2 separate regions of the Mus musculus genome follow, and region 1 is linked to region 2. Evidence: chromatin contacts called from public Hi-C data. All regions are on one chromosome and are shown on one strand. Each heading gives the region's core, a stretch centred on a gene start, on an enhancer-like site or on the middle of the called end of the contact. The rest is flanking DNA. Distances are from core to core; before and after follow the strand shown.

The links. Hi-C and Micro-C count contacts between places; a contact is called where the count stands out from the background.
Region 1: a contact with region 2 is called in a Hi-C map of embryonic fibroblasts, with 4 times the contacts expected there. The contact joins two enhancer-like sites. A contact is called at or near these places in 5 of 15 datasets of contacts at CTCF or cohesin (embryonic stem cells, large pre-B cells, pro-B cells and 1 more), 37 of 484 Hi-C or Micro-C datasets (the Ba/F3 cell line, the C2C12 cell line, the G1E-ER4 cell line and 9 more) and 2 of 115 datasets of contacts at active chromatin or transcription factors (extraembryonic endoderm stem cells and trophoblast stem cells).

Annotation. Positions count from the first base shown.
Region 1 is chrX:160,600,950-160,607,215 of GRCm38.p6, reverse strand. No RefSeq gene overlaps it. Among named protein-coding and RNA genes, the nearest start is that of Phka2, 100 kb to the right of the region's middle. Within about 2 kb of position 2,780, at least 85 of the 459 cell types and tissues checked have an H3K27ac peak or open chromatin away from gene starts, as enhancers often do. A contact at or near this core is called in the C2C12 cell line and embryonic fibroblasts, where this site is marked.
Region 2 is chrX:160,162,272-160,168,068 of GRCm38.p6, reverse strand. No RefSeq gene overlaps it. Among named protein-coding and RNA genes, the nearest start is that of Pdha1, 27 kb to the right of the region's middle. Within about 2 kb of position 3,573, at least 11 of the 459 cell types and tissues checked have an H3K27ac peak or open chromatin away from gene starts, as enhancers often do. A contact at or near this core is called in the C2C12 cell line and embryonic fibroblasts, where this site is marked.

The sequences.
Region 1 (6,266 bases), core at 1,531-4,030, 440 kb before region 2:
CTCCTGCTTCCTGACCTGCTTGAGTTCCAGTCCTGACTTCCTTAGTGATGAACAGCAGTATGGAGGTGTAAGCCGAATAAACCCTTTCTCCCCAACTTGCTTCTTGGTCATGATGTTTGTGCAGGAATAGAAACCCCGACTAAGAGAACATTTAAAGGGAAATGTAACAGATGAGTTTGTGGAGTTGGAAAATCAAACTGATATCCCTTGACTCTAATCCACGTGCCCTTTCCACAGTGTTGGGTATGCAGAGCAAGGACAAGCATGTCTCATTAAAGAACCTGGCTCAAGTTTAGCTCAACATTGTTGGGTGTCTCTGGTACATCACCTATCGTCTTGGATGGGCCAGACTGAGCACACTAGGTAAATAAGCATATTGGGTGGTAAGCATATCGGATGATGAGCACAGAAGGTGATAAGATATTAGGTAGAGCATATTTGGGGACCAGCATATCAGGAGGTAAGCACATGTCTTAGTTAGGGTTTTACTGCTGTGAACAGACACCATGACCAAGGGAAGTCTTATAAAAAACAACATTTAATTGGGGCTGACTTACAGGTTCAGAGGTTCAGTCCATTATCATCAAGGTGGGAGCATGGCAGTATCCATGCAGGGATGGCATAGGAGGAGCTGAGAGTTCTATGTCTTCATCCAAAGGCTGCTAGTGGAAGACTGACTTCCAGGCAACTAGGGTGAGGATCTTATGCCCACACCCACAGTGACACACCCATTCCAACCAGGTCACACCTATTCCAACAAGGCCACACCTCCAGATGGTGCCACTTCCTGGTCCAAGGATATACAAACCATCACAGCATAGTAGTAGGTACTAAGCATATACTGTAGAAATAACTGACTGCCAGTGTTCAGTGGACCCACATGACTGGTAAGGAAGAATTGTTAGGCAGTTGGCTGTTTTCTTCAGGTGGTCCCTTAGGAGGGTCCTGGACTTCCTGTCTTAGGAATGTGTTTTCCTAGCCTGGGACTTGGGGCTTCTTAGGCCAAGGGCAGAACTTTAGCGTCTGTGTCTAGAGGGTTAAAAAGGTGACAATTCTGGGGGAACCTCTAATGTCACCATGAAGTGGAGTCTGGATTGTCAGAGTAGGTAGTCTACCTTGGAACTGTGTTCTAGGCTTTGTCCCTAGCATCCTTCCTCTCCAGAAGAATACATGTATGAGATGTCTTTATGTAAGAATATCCTATGGTGAGATCAGAGGACATCCCTACACTGCCACATGACTCCCTTCCTGGGGTCCCTGAACTACTTCGATGGAGGTTATCTTAAAGGAAGCCTGTCAGATATTGCCATAAGCCTTTCAGAGAATGTCCTTGGAGCTCCAAATAAGATTATCTTGGGCCAATGAAAATGTCACCGTTCTTTGTTCTTGGCAAGAATCCCAGCTCCCTCAGCTTGGGAACACCATTTACCCCACACCAAATGGAAACTTCATTTGGATATTATGTTCATCTCCAATTAATAAATTACAAGAGGAGAAGTTAATTCATCACTTGAAGCTTGGGCCAATAAAAACTGTCCACAGCATAGGAAACAGAGGATGATAAAGCAGCCCCTCATTAGGGCAGGGCTCTCATTTCTTTGAGGTCCCTTGCATGTTGGGTCTGAGTATATGAAATGGCTTCCAGGGAATCTGTCATTGGAACAGTCCCCACCTCTGGAGGGACCCAAATGAAGTGACAGTGTTAGAACTAGAAGTGCCTCCAATATGTTGAGTGATGAGGGTGGCTTTGTCATGGCTGTAGGGACTCTTAGTCCATAGCCTGGCATGACCCAAAGTGGCAGACAACTCCCCACTCATCACTATTTGCTTTAGACCCTACCCTGCAAATCTCAAGGGAGAGAGCTGTTCCCTTTTCTCAGAATGCCTGTGTAGCAGAGTACCATGGGAATGCATGAAGGAGTCTCGCTCAGGCTTGATGCTAACGTGTGTGATGGAATGTATGTTTCCTTGCTCATAGCAAAACTGACTAACTAGGGTGCAGGGAAGGCCCTGGTAGCTTTCCTCCCCTGGGAATGTCACCTATGCCCAGTCTCCTGACCATGGTTTTCTGCAAAGCTCCCTTGGTGTTCAGTGATGTCACTGAAAGGCTGGTGACATTGATGTCAAATGATGAAAAGCAGCAGACCCTCAGCTTGTCCTCTGTGCACCGTTCTCAGCCTTCCCATCACTCACTAACATTTTCTAGCCATCCTGTGAGGAAAAGGCTATTGTCATTGCTCCTGGTTCACTGAGGACAAAATAGAGACCCAGGAAGGTTAGGTAGATGTTGGAGGCTACATGTGATACCTGTCTTGGTCTCTGGATTGCCCAAAAGCTATTCATGAGACTTCATTTAAGCCATCTGAGCCCAGAACCTCAATATTCTCCTCTTTTTCCAAATTTATGTTTAAAAAAACCAGTTGCATATATTATAATCACCAAAATGGCCATATTTCCCTCTGTTTTATTTTTATTTTTCTGTCTCTGGCAAGCCTAGGGTGCCATCCACCCCAGGGAGGAATCCCGGGAAATGAGGAAATGTTAAGTGTCTCAGTTAAGTGTCTGCTAAGCCCCAGTCTCAGTGCTCTTCCTGGCTGTTCAAGTGCCCCTTAGCAATGTCCATCTTTGAGCCTTTGTCACTGAAAGAGAACAAATAGGGGACAGTAATCCTGAACTGAGGCATAAAGTCCCCCAATTCAGCAAGTATAAATGGAAACTCTGAGGCCGTGTGATTCACTTTGCCAACATGACTCATGTTCTGCTAAGGTTTCCATGAACAATATGTTCACAGTCTGGTTTAATTATAGCCTAGATCTGCCACTGCCTCGGTGAGCCCCAGAGGCACCCGGCCCTCACCCCCCACTGTTGCCAGTTAAAATGTCTCCCAGGGAGAGAGGGGGAGAGGACACTGGAAATGGTTTTCTGCCAGTTCTATTGGTCACATGGCATAGTGGATAGTCTCTACAGGGGGGCTTAGTGAGGGGCAGCACCCCCAAAGGTGCTGGAAAAGCATGTGCTCACAGGGTGCCTGTACTGCTGGGGCTTCCCCTCCATGTAGAGTTGAGATTCACAAGCACCCAGTGTGGGTGTTTGGAGTGATCAATTGAGAGAAAGAAACAGGGTTGAGTCAACGCTCCTGCAAGCGAGGGTGGAGGGAACCCCGAGGCTGCCTGATGAGCTTGGGGGTGGTTCCACACATGGGCTTGGTGACAGTGGACAGAAAATGAAAAACAAACCCTGTCCCATCCACTTCACAGGCACTTTGCCATTGCAGTGGAAGACACAAGGGCTCCTGCTTGGGAAGGGTATCATTTTACAAATCTAGAGTGGACCTTTCACTCTCTTATGCAGCTATTAGAGTGTTTCAGAGGCAGCAGGAGCTGGCTGCCAAGAGTGGAACAGAGAGAAGGCATTTGGGGCTATCTCTAAAAGGAATTCTTTGAATGTTAGGTTCCAGGAGCCTTACCCCTACCTATATTATAAAATTTAATATTTATTAAGCAATTTATTATGTGCCAAGTGATATCCATGCACTATACAAATATTAATATGTTTGTCTCTTGCAACAACCTCAGGAAGCAGAGGTGCGATCATGGAGCCAGTCACTGTGGAGCTGAAGGTGGCAGCATGCAGGGCTTGGTCTGGAGCTTGTGCTCTGTAGCACTGCTGGCATTGGGTGGCACTGGGCACCAAGGTTGTGGTGTGGGGACAGAGCCTTGAGGAAAAGCAGCTCTGTCTACTGCATGTCCGTGACCTCATTCTCCCATAGTTGCAGGTGGCCCTGGAAGCTGAGTCTAGCACCCCACTCCATGTGTTCTGAGGGTGTCCAGTGGCTCAGAGAAAAGATGAGATCTGCTTCCTCAGCCTTCTTCCTTCCCAACAAATTTCAGATTCACTCCTGCATTCTTCACCCCCACCCCGTATATATGATGAGAGAGAGAGAGAGAGAGAGAGAGAGAGAGAGAGAGAGAGAGAGAGAGGGGGGAGAGAGAGAGAGAGAGAGAGAGAGAGAGAGAGAGAGAGAGAGAGAGAGAGAGAGAATGTGTGTGTATGTGTGCATGTTTGTGTGAGTGCAGACACCTGTGCTATGGGGCACAATGTGAAGGACAAAAGACAACCCTGGTGTTAGCCCCAGCTTCCCACCTTGTTTGAGTCAGGGTGTTTTTTGTTATTCACTGCTGCCTACATCAGGCTATCTTGATGAACAATCCTGCTTCCATATTAGGCTTGAAAGCTATAAGACAAACTATTTCTGTTAATGATTAAACCTCTGTTTCTTAAGGATTAGGCTATGCCCCACCTGTAACTACAAATGGCTCTGAACTGCCTGTTCTAGGAATGATGATCATGCGTTTGTTTGAAAAAGTTATGTCCATCTCACAAACATGTTGTTTCAGGAAGTTATGACTAACTTGTCATGCTTATGTTCTGCTTCTATAACCCTGTTTGCCCACTAAGTCCTCCATTTGGAAACCCCCTACCCCTGAGCTATAAAACCCTTATATTCCCTATGTCCAATGCTGACTTCTTGAACCTCACCTTAGGGGGAGGCAGCCCTTGTACATGAATAAGAATGCTTATTTAATCATTTAATAAATTTGGCCACAGTGATTTGGGTTGGCTGTCTTTCTCCTCCCATCTTCTGGAATTCCCTTATCTGTCTCCCATTTCATTGTCGAAGGACTTGGATTCCAGAGACTTGTGCTTTACATGGGCCCTGGAATCCACACACAGGTTCTCATGCTTGATTGCAAAGCACTTTACCCACTTCTTCTTCTCGTCCCCACTCTCCCATCTAAGAGCACCCCTATTTCTCTCGAGGAAAGCAGGGCCACTTTGCAATAACAGGCCCTTAGGTGCCAAGTGTCAAGAGGAAGAAAGCATGTCAGTTAAAGCTACAAGCAGGGGTTAGGATGTGCCTCCCTTCTCCAGTGCCATGCCCTGCCCTGGCTGCAGGGGTAGAGTGGAGTGTTTAGAATGGAACACAGGTCAGGGCCTTAGCCACTCTAGGTGTTCACAGCAGATGCTTAAATTGGCCTCACACCAGGCAAGCTAGCTTGGGGGCCCTCAGAGTTCAACGTCTCACACTGTATTTCTCTCTACTAGCTGCTGTGTAAGACCTGCCAAAGCTTTCTATTGATACAAATGATCATCAGCTTTGTATACTGAGAAAACACCCTAGGAAAGCTGAGTCACTATTCATAGGCACAGTGCAAAGGTCACCTGTCTGAATGCAAATTTCATTTTTTTGGAATCATCCTGGCCTGTCCTTCAGAGTGCAGCCTTGCTTGCAAGATCCAGCATGGAGCTAGGGAGTGACAGCTACAACTGGCTCTTGAACTTCTGCCATAGGCCAACATGAACAGTGTAAGATTGTTAAGCATTCATTGTTGCATGCATTCATGTCTTGCTGACCTCTAGACTTAACACACAAAGATAGATTGTATAATCACCATATATTTCAGAGAGGAGGAAACTGAGGCACCAAGAGACTATGTATACTCAGAGGTACTCTAAGCAGGAGGTGGTTGAAATTCTGTCTGCTGATGAAGACAGGATTGGGGGTTCAGGGAGCAGTTGCAGCTGGGGTCTGTATCAGAAACTAAATGCTGGCTCCCTTAAAGCTGTGCCAAAGGCACCTCGGGTCAAGGTATCTAGGGTGACTGTGTCTGTATTACATCTGAGACTCTGGTTACCAGCTTTGGCTGTTTCTAAAACACTATCTGCTTTTCTTTGGACCTTCAGGTGGGTCCTTTGAGAGGACCTTAGTAGGCTGTTGTTCCACATCTTGAAAGCTGGGGAACTTGGAGAAATGCTCTCAGTATAACTCTGGGCATGGAGCCAGGACTCTCTGACCTCGTGTGTTTTGGAGGCCCGAAAAAAAAGCCTTGCTGGGCACGCTGGGATTATGAGCCATGACAAGACCCTGTGCTCTTGACTGCCCATCCACAAACAGAACTGCCAACTCCCAGGCTGGCTTTAGAGTATGGGGTGTGGTATTTGTGTGCCATGTATAAAGCTGCAGCTTTGCTGCCCCCTCTTTTCCAGGCAAACACCTCACAGGACTGGGCCTCCTCTGAGTCAGTCCTCTGTTCCAGACTGTTTCTGCCCATTTCCACTTCTGCCCTTCAAGGTGCATGCTACTGGCTAACCTTCTGGAATGTTCCCTATGACTGCCCTTCCTCAGGGAGAGCCTCCCTTTTTTTTAGTGAGTGACTCACTACATTTCTTGCTTGCTTTCTCTTGTTTTTGTTTTTCGTTTATTT
Region 2 (5,797 bases), core at 2,324-4,823:
ACACAGAGAGAGAGAGAGAGAGAGAGAGAGAGAGAGAGAGAGAGAGAGAGAGAGAGAGTCTTCCTCATCGTCGTTGTCATCATCATCATCTGGGTCTGTTTTGGTGAGAAGGCTATCCCACAGAAACTTAAACTACAATTTATTTTAAGCGACAATCTCCTAGCTCTCCTTTCCCCACAACCTCTGCTTCCCAGAGACTCCTCCCTCTACTTTAATTAGCCAGTCTCCTTCCACCCAGTGACCTCAGTCCAGTATCACACATGAACTGCCTCCAAGCCACATTCTCTTCCAACACGCCATCCCTCCATGACGTCACCAAAATGGCCTTGCTAAGACGGAAGTCCAACAATGTTATCTCTAGCTTAAAAAAAAAAAAAAAAGAAAAGAAACCAACAACAACTGGTTCTGCAGTGCTAAAACCCAAATTCCATAGTGACATAAAAACCATAGCTCTCATTTTAAAGGGAATAAGAGATAATTTATTCTGGAGCCATTTTGAATGACTGAAAATATAGATTTAGGTTACTTAAATTCCATGTTCCAACATGGAATCAGTTTCATGAAGTTTTCATAGTTTTACAGAACAAAGAAAGTCATAAATCGAGGTAAGTTTAAAATATATCGGTGGGTATATCAGAGAGGCAGGCACATGGAGATGGGGGAAGCTTCCTTTATAGGGCCTAAAATCTTACCTGATGCCCTTCTTAGCTCTTGGTAAGAGTTTGTGCTCCAAGTTAATGGCTTACTAAAATGATTTTTATTTATTATCATACGGTGCTAGTTCAGATAGAGTGGAGCAAGGAATGACTGTTCCAGAAGGTCAAAACTAGCCCAAGATTAGTAATTAATGTCTGCATCTACAAAATCCCAGTCTCTCCGCAGGACTAAAATTCCTATGGGTCCCTCAGGCCCCCCGCAGACAAACTCCCTCCAGGAGTGTCTTGTTCACACCGGAGAGCAGCTTCTCTTCAGGAACTTGTTCCCAATAGCATGGCAGGAAAAGGTCTCAGGATGTGACCTCAGCTTGCTTTCCCAGGCCCTTCTCTTCTGTGATCCTACTCCACCCAGCTCCTTCTCAAATCCCCTAATCTGCAGCTACTGAGAGCTGCTATTCTTTGAATCCTCCACACTTGGTCAGCTTTCAGTGAGCCTTTGCACAGCGCAGCATCTTTCCAGGGGTGATCTTTCCCCTCCCCCTTTCCACTGAATGTCTATGGTTCCTTAATCCCTAGCATAATTACCATTTTCTCAGTGAGTGTTCGTTCTCTAAACTCCTCAGGCAGAACAGGCTGCCCCTGCTGGGTCCTCATACCTTTGGGTAATTACTTATTGATGCTGTCTCTCTTCTGAACTGAGAGCAACCCTCACAGCCTGTGTGCTCAGAGCTGTCAGACTGTGCCTATAAGCACGTTCACTATCCTCTCGCCAGGGTCCAACTTATTATAAATGATCAGTAAGTGCTGTTGGATAAATAGAATAATTTCTTGAACCACAATCAGATTAGGAGCATATAACCCAGGGCTGGAGAGACAATTCAGTAGTTTAAAGTGCACACTACTCTTGTCAAGGAATGGAATTTAGTTCCCAGTGTCTGTGTCACAATTGTCTGCAGCTCCAGCCTAGGGGCTCTGACGTGCTCTTCATGTTCTCCAGACACCAAGTACGTGTGCAATTACTCATGCACAGACACAGACACACACACACACACACACAGAGAGAGAGAGAGAGAGAGAGAGAGAGAGAGAGAGAGAGAGAGAGAGAGGCACACAATTTAAAATAATAATAAAAATAAAATCTTTAAGGACACATAACCTTAAGTATGCCCGCAGAGAAGAGGCAATGAGGATCCAGCAGACAGAGTCCACTCCTGACCTTAACCCTGTGAGGATAGGTATGATGGTATGATGCTTTAATTGCCAATTTGATACAACCGAGAATCACTTGGAATGAGAGTCTCATTGAAAGACTGTCTGCACAGGGTTAGCCTGTAGACAGATATGTCTATGGGTGATTGTTAGTTAATTGATGTGAAAAGACCCAGCCCACCTGGGCAGCACCATTCCCAAGGCAGGAGGTCTGAACTGTATAGGAATGGAGAAACTGAGTTCAGGCCAGGTAAACAAGTAGGTATGTAGGAATTCATTTCTCTCTTCTCTCAGCTGGGGTGGGATGTGATGTGACTAAGCTATTTGAAGTTCCTGTCTTGACTTATCCACACTAATGGGTTAAAATTTGGGATAACATACAACACACACACACACACAGAGAGAGAGAGAGAGAGAGAGAGAGAGAGAGAGAGAGAGAGAGAGAGAGGGAGAGAGAGAGAGAGAGTTTCTCACAGCATCATAAATGAAACTAGAACAGGAAAATGCTAAGCCGTGAGTTCACTGGCCCCAGGGAAGTTACCATGGTAAGGGAGAGAGGGGGAGAGAGGAGAGAGAGGAGAGAGAGGAAGGAAGGAAGGAAGGAAGGAAGGAAGGAAGGAAGGAAGGAAGGAAGGAAGGAAGGAAGGAAGGAAGGAAGGAAGGGAAAAGAATCTCTGGGAGAAAGGTAGCCCAGCCTCTGGACTGGGAGGTTCAGGATTGGGGGTAGGATATTCCAGGTAGGGACTGAGGGATGCTGAAAGGACCTGGAGGTCAGGTCTGCTTTGGTGTATAAAATATGCACCTTAGCCGCTTGTCCTAAGGTCTGAAACAAAATAAAGGTATCTCCTCACAGCAATAGAATGGTGACTAAGACAAGTGTCCACTGTTATTTTTGTAATACTTTCTCCCCTAACAAACTCTGTTTGGATTGTAATACCATGATTCATCAAATTCTGTTGTTCTTGGGAATGGAAGAAATGAATGGATAAGACAGAAGAACTGGGATAGAAAATCCCATCCTCCCTAGAGAAGCTGTTCACTGTTCCTCCTACGGAAGAGCCTTGAAAACTAATAAGCTCCACACTAAAGATCATCGTTAAGGTTTCACAATAAGGGCCATTGACATTTCATAACAGACATTTCTTGAAAGATTAGCAGTCTTCTCTGGTTGCCCTCCTGGCATTTGGAAAGCTTGAGTGAGTCTCATTTTCTGTGGCTTTGACACAGAGAGCACAAATGGGTTCCACTAGGACAAGAGATGGATCTGCATCCTGCTAATGTACCTTGATAGGGTTTTGTTTAAAGTTCACAAGGATGTAAAGGGACTAGAGAAAACATGACCTTGATGAGAGGAAAGGGAGAGCCACGGGGGAGTCATTGCAAGCCATCATTTCAAAGACCTATACTAAAGGCCTCTGAAACAAACCAATGCTGAGCTCAGTGAGTGAATTCTAAATATAGCACATGCCTGGATCCACCAAGGTCTCCTCAGGGAACAGGTGAGATGGGCAGGTAGAAACATGTACAGTTAGGAACTTCTCAAGGACCGGGCAAACACTGCCATATCTCACATGATCCTGGACTCACCCTCTGAAACTATAAGCAAGCTCCCAATTAAATGCTTTGTTTTATAAGCTGCCTTGGTCATGGTGTCTCCTTGCAATGCTAGAACAGTGACTAAGACAAGCATCCACTATTATTTTTGTAATACTTTCTCCCTTGGCGAAGTTTGTTTGAGTTGTGATATGATGACTCATCAAATACTGCTGTTCTTGGGAATGGAAGAAAGCTGACATGCTAGTGACCTGCCCTTCTCAAGGCCCGGTCCCTTGCTGTTGTGGAGTGCCAATTGAATGCACAGTACAGTTCTGGAAGAGGGTGGCCTATATCACTGACTGTTCTCCACCTTGTAGGCTGTTGCTCAGTCCACTTTCCTTCCTCACCTAGTGATGATAACAATCAAAAATATCTCCAGACATTTCTATGTGATTAATGGGGACAGACTCACTCCCGGTTGAGGATCACTCATCTAAGAGAACCTAACATTCTAAAATATATTCAATAGTAAAAGTGTAGAATAAAAAGCTGCTCACCTCCTATTCCAAGCATAGACTTTGGGTATGCCTTCCGTTGGTGCATGTGGGTTTTTTGTTTTTTTGGTTTTTTGGGTTTTTTTTTTTTTTGTATTTGAAAGGGTTTTTTTTAATAATAAAGTTTATTTAAAATTTCTGAATTATAAAATATACCAGTAAGCATCCATGAAGGGAATTAATATCATTCTGCTATTTGCATACTTTTATTCATCATTTTGAAGAGGCCAATGTTATGTCAACTTCTAACTTTAAGTAATTTTTGGTTTTATATTTATTTATTTAAAAAAAAGTCTTTATCTCAGCAGATGAAGCCACTGTGTCAACTCCACAGAACAGCAAATACACTCCAGAACTCAGATAAGGATATCTTCTCTGTGTACAGTAGTTCCTAAGAAGTCTACACTTTCCAAAGCTAGAGTAAGTCATGATAGTTTGGGGGACATTCATTTCTCTTGTGTTCTCCCAGTGCCCAAAGAATATTAGGTGAATGGGATTCCCAAAGTGCTCTAAGAATCTTCCTAAGTACCACAGTCTGCAGTGATGAATTGTGGGTTTGTGGATAGAGAGAATACAAATATTTAAAATCCTCCATGTGTTGTGATATGAGAATTAACCTGAATGGAGAGGAATCCTTTGTCCTGTACATCTTTAGTGTCTCCTCTGTGCCTGGCACCATTCTAGGTAGGATCTGAGGTGGTCACAATGGTCAAGACACCAACACTCACAAGGTATTACCTATTCTAGTGAGGGGAGCCCACTATGTATACTGCCATATACCTGAAATCCCGATAATTCCATGGAGCAGACATACAGAGTCAGGTAGAATCGAGTTGCTTAGTCATGGGGATAAGCTGTCTTTAGCTGCTGATGTGAGCTGAGGCTTAAGTACAAAGACTTTAGGCATCCTGGTAAGAAATTGGGGTTTTGTTCTGCTAACAGTGGGAAAGGACAAGCAAGTGCCCAGCAGGGGAAGAACAATATTGACTAGTAAGAGAACCTTTATGTCCATGTGGGGAGCAGGTAGAACGAGGCTGAGAAAGCGCTCACATGACACAAGAACAATGGTGTATCAAGTAAGTCAGAGAGATGATGTGCGACATGGGCTGATGTGATGACTCCGCGTTCCGATGGGCAGCATGTGTGTGACTTCCGGTGTTGGAGAAGCCAGCTCTGGGTGAAGAGAGGCAGAAGTGTGAGGTGCTCAAGACTTGGCAAAGTTATGGAGACAACTAAGAGCTAAAACTCTGGGGAATGACATAGCAACTAATGACAGAGGTCACAAATGCGAGGACCTTGTGCGTCCACTTTTATTTTGAAATAGGCTAATAGCCAGGAACTAGGGCATTGGGCACCTTCCTAGAGCATCATGTTCAATAAGCCCCTGGAAATTCTAGCTTTGTGAACAGTGTAGCCCATGGGCCAAGGCTAAACTATGGGAAGCCAGGTCCTATGTAGCCTCTTCTCAAATCCCTCATCTGTGGGTGATGCCTATAACACCATCCAGACATGTCCAACCTGTGGACAGTGCAACATGATGTTTTCATCTACAGAGTATAATCTAAGGAACTGAACAATCACATCACAAGAAAAGAGAATTACAAAATATCTCATAATGGTTTTCTTGTTTGTTTGTTTGTTTGTTTGTTTTTACTTTGTCATTATTGTCGTTTTGTTTTGTTTTGTTTTGTTTGTTTTGTTTTGTTTTGAGACAGGATCTTACTATGTAGTCTTGGCTGTCCTGGAATTCACTTTGTATACCAGGCTGCCTCGAACTCTTAGAGTGAAGTGCCTTTGCTTTCTGAGTGCTGGGATTAAAGGCAGACGCTGTGACTGCTGCTA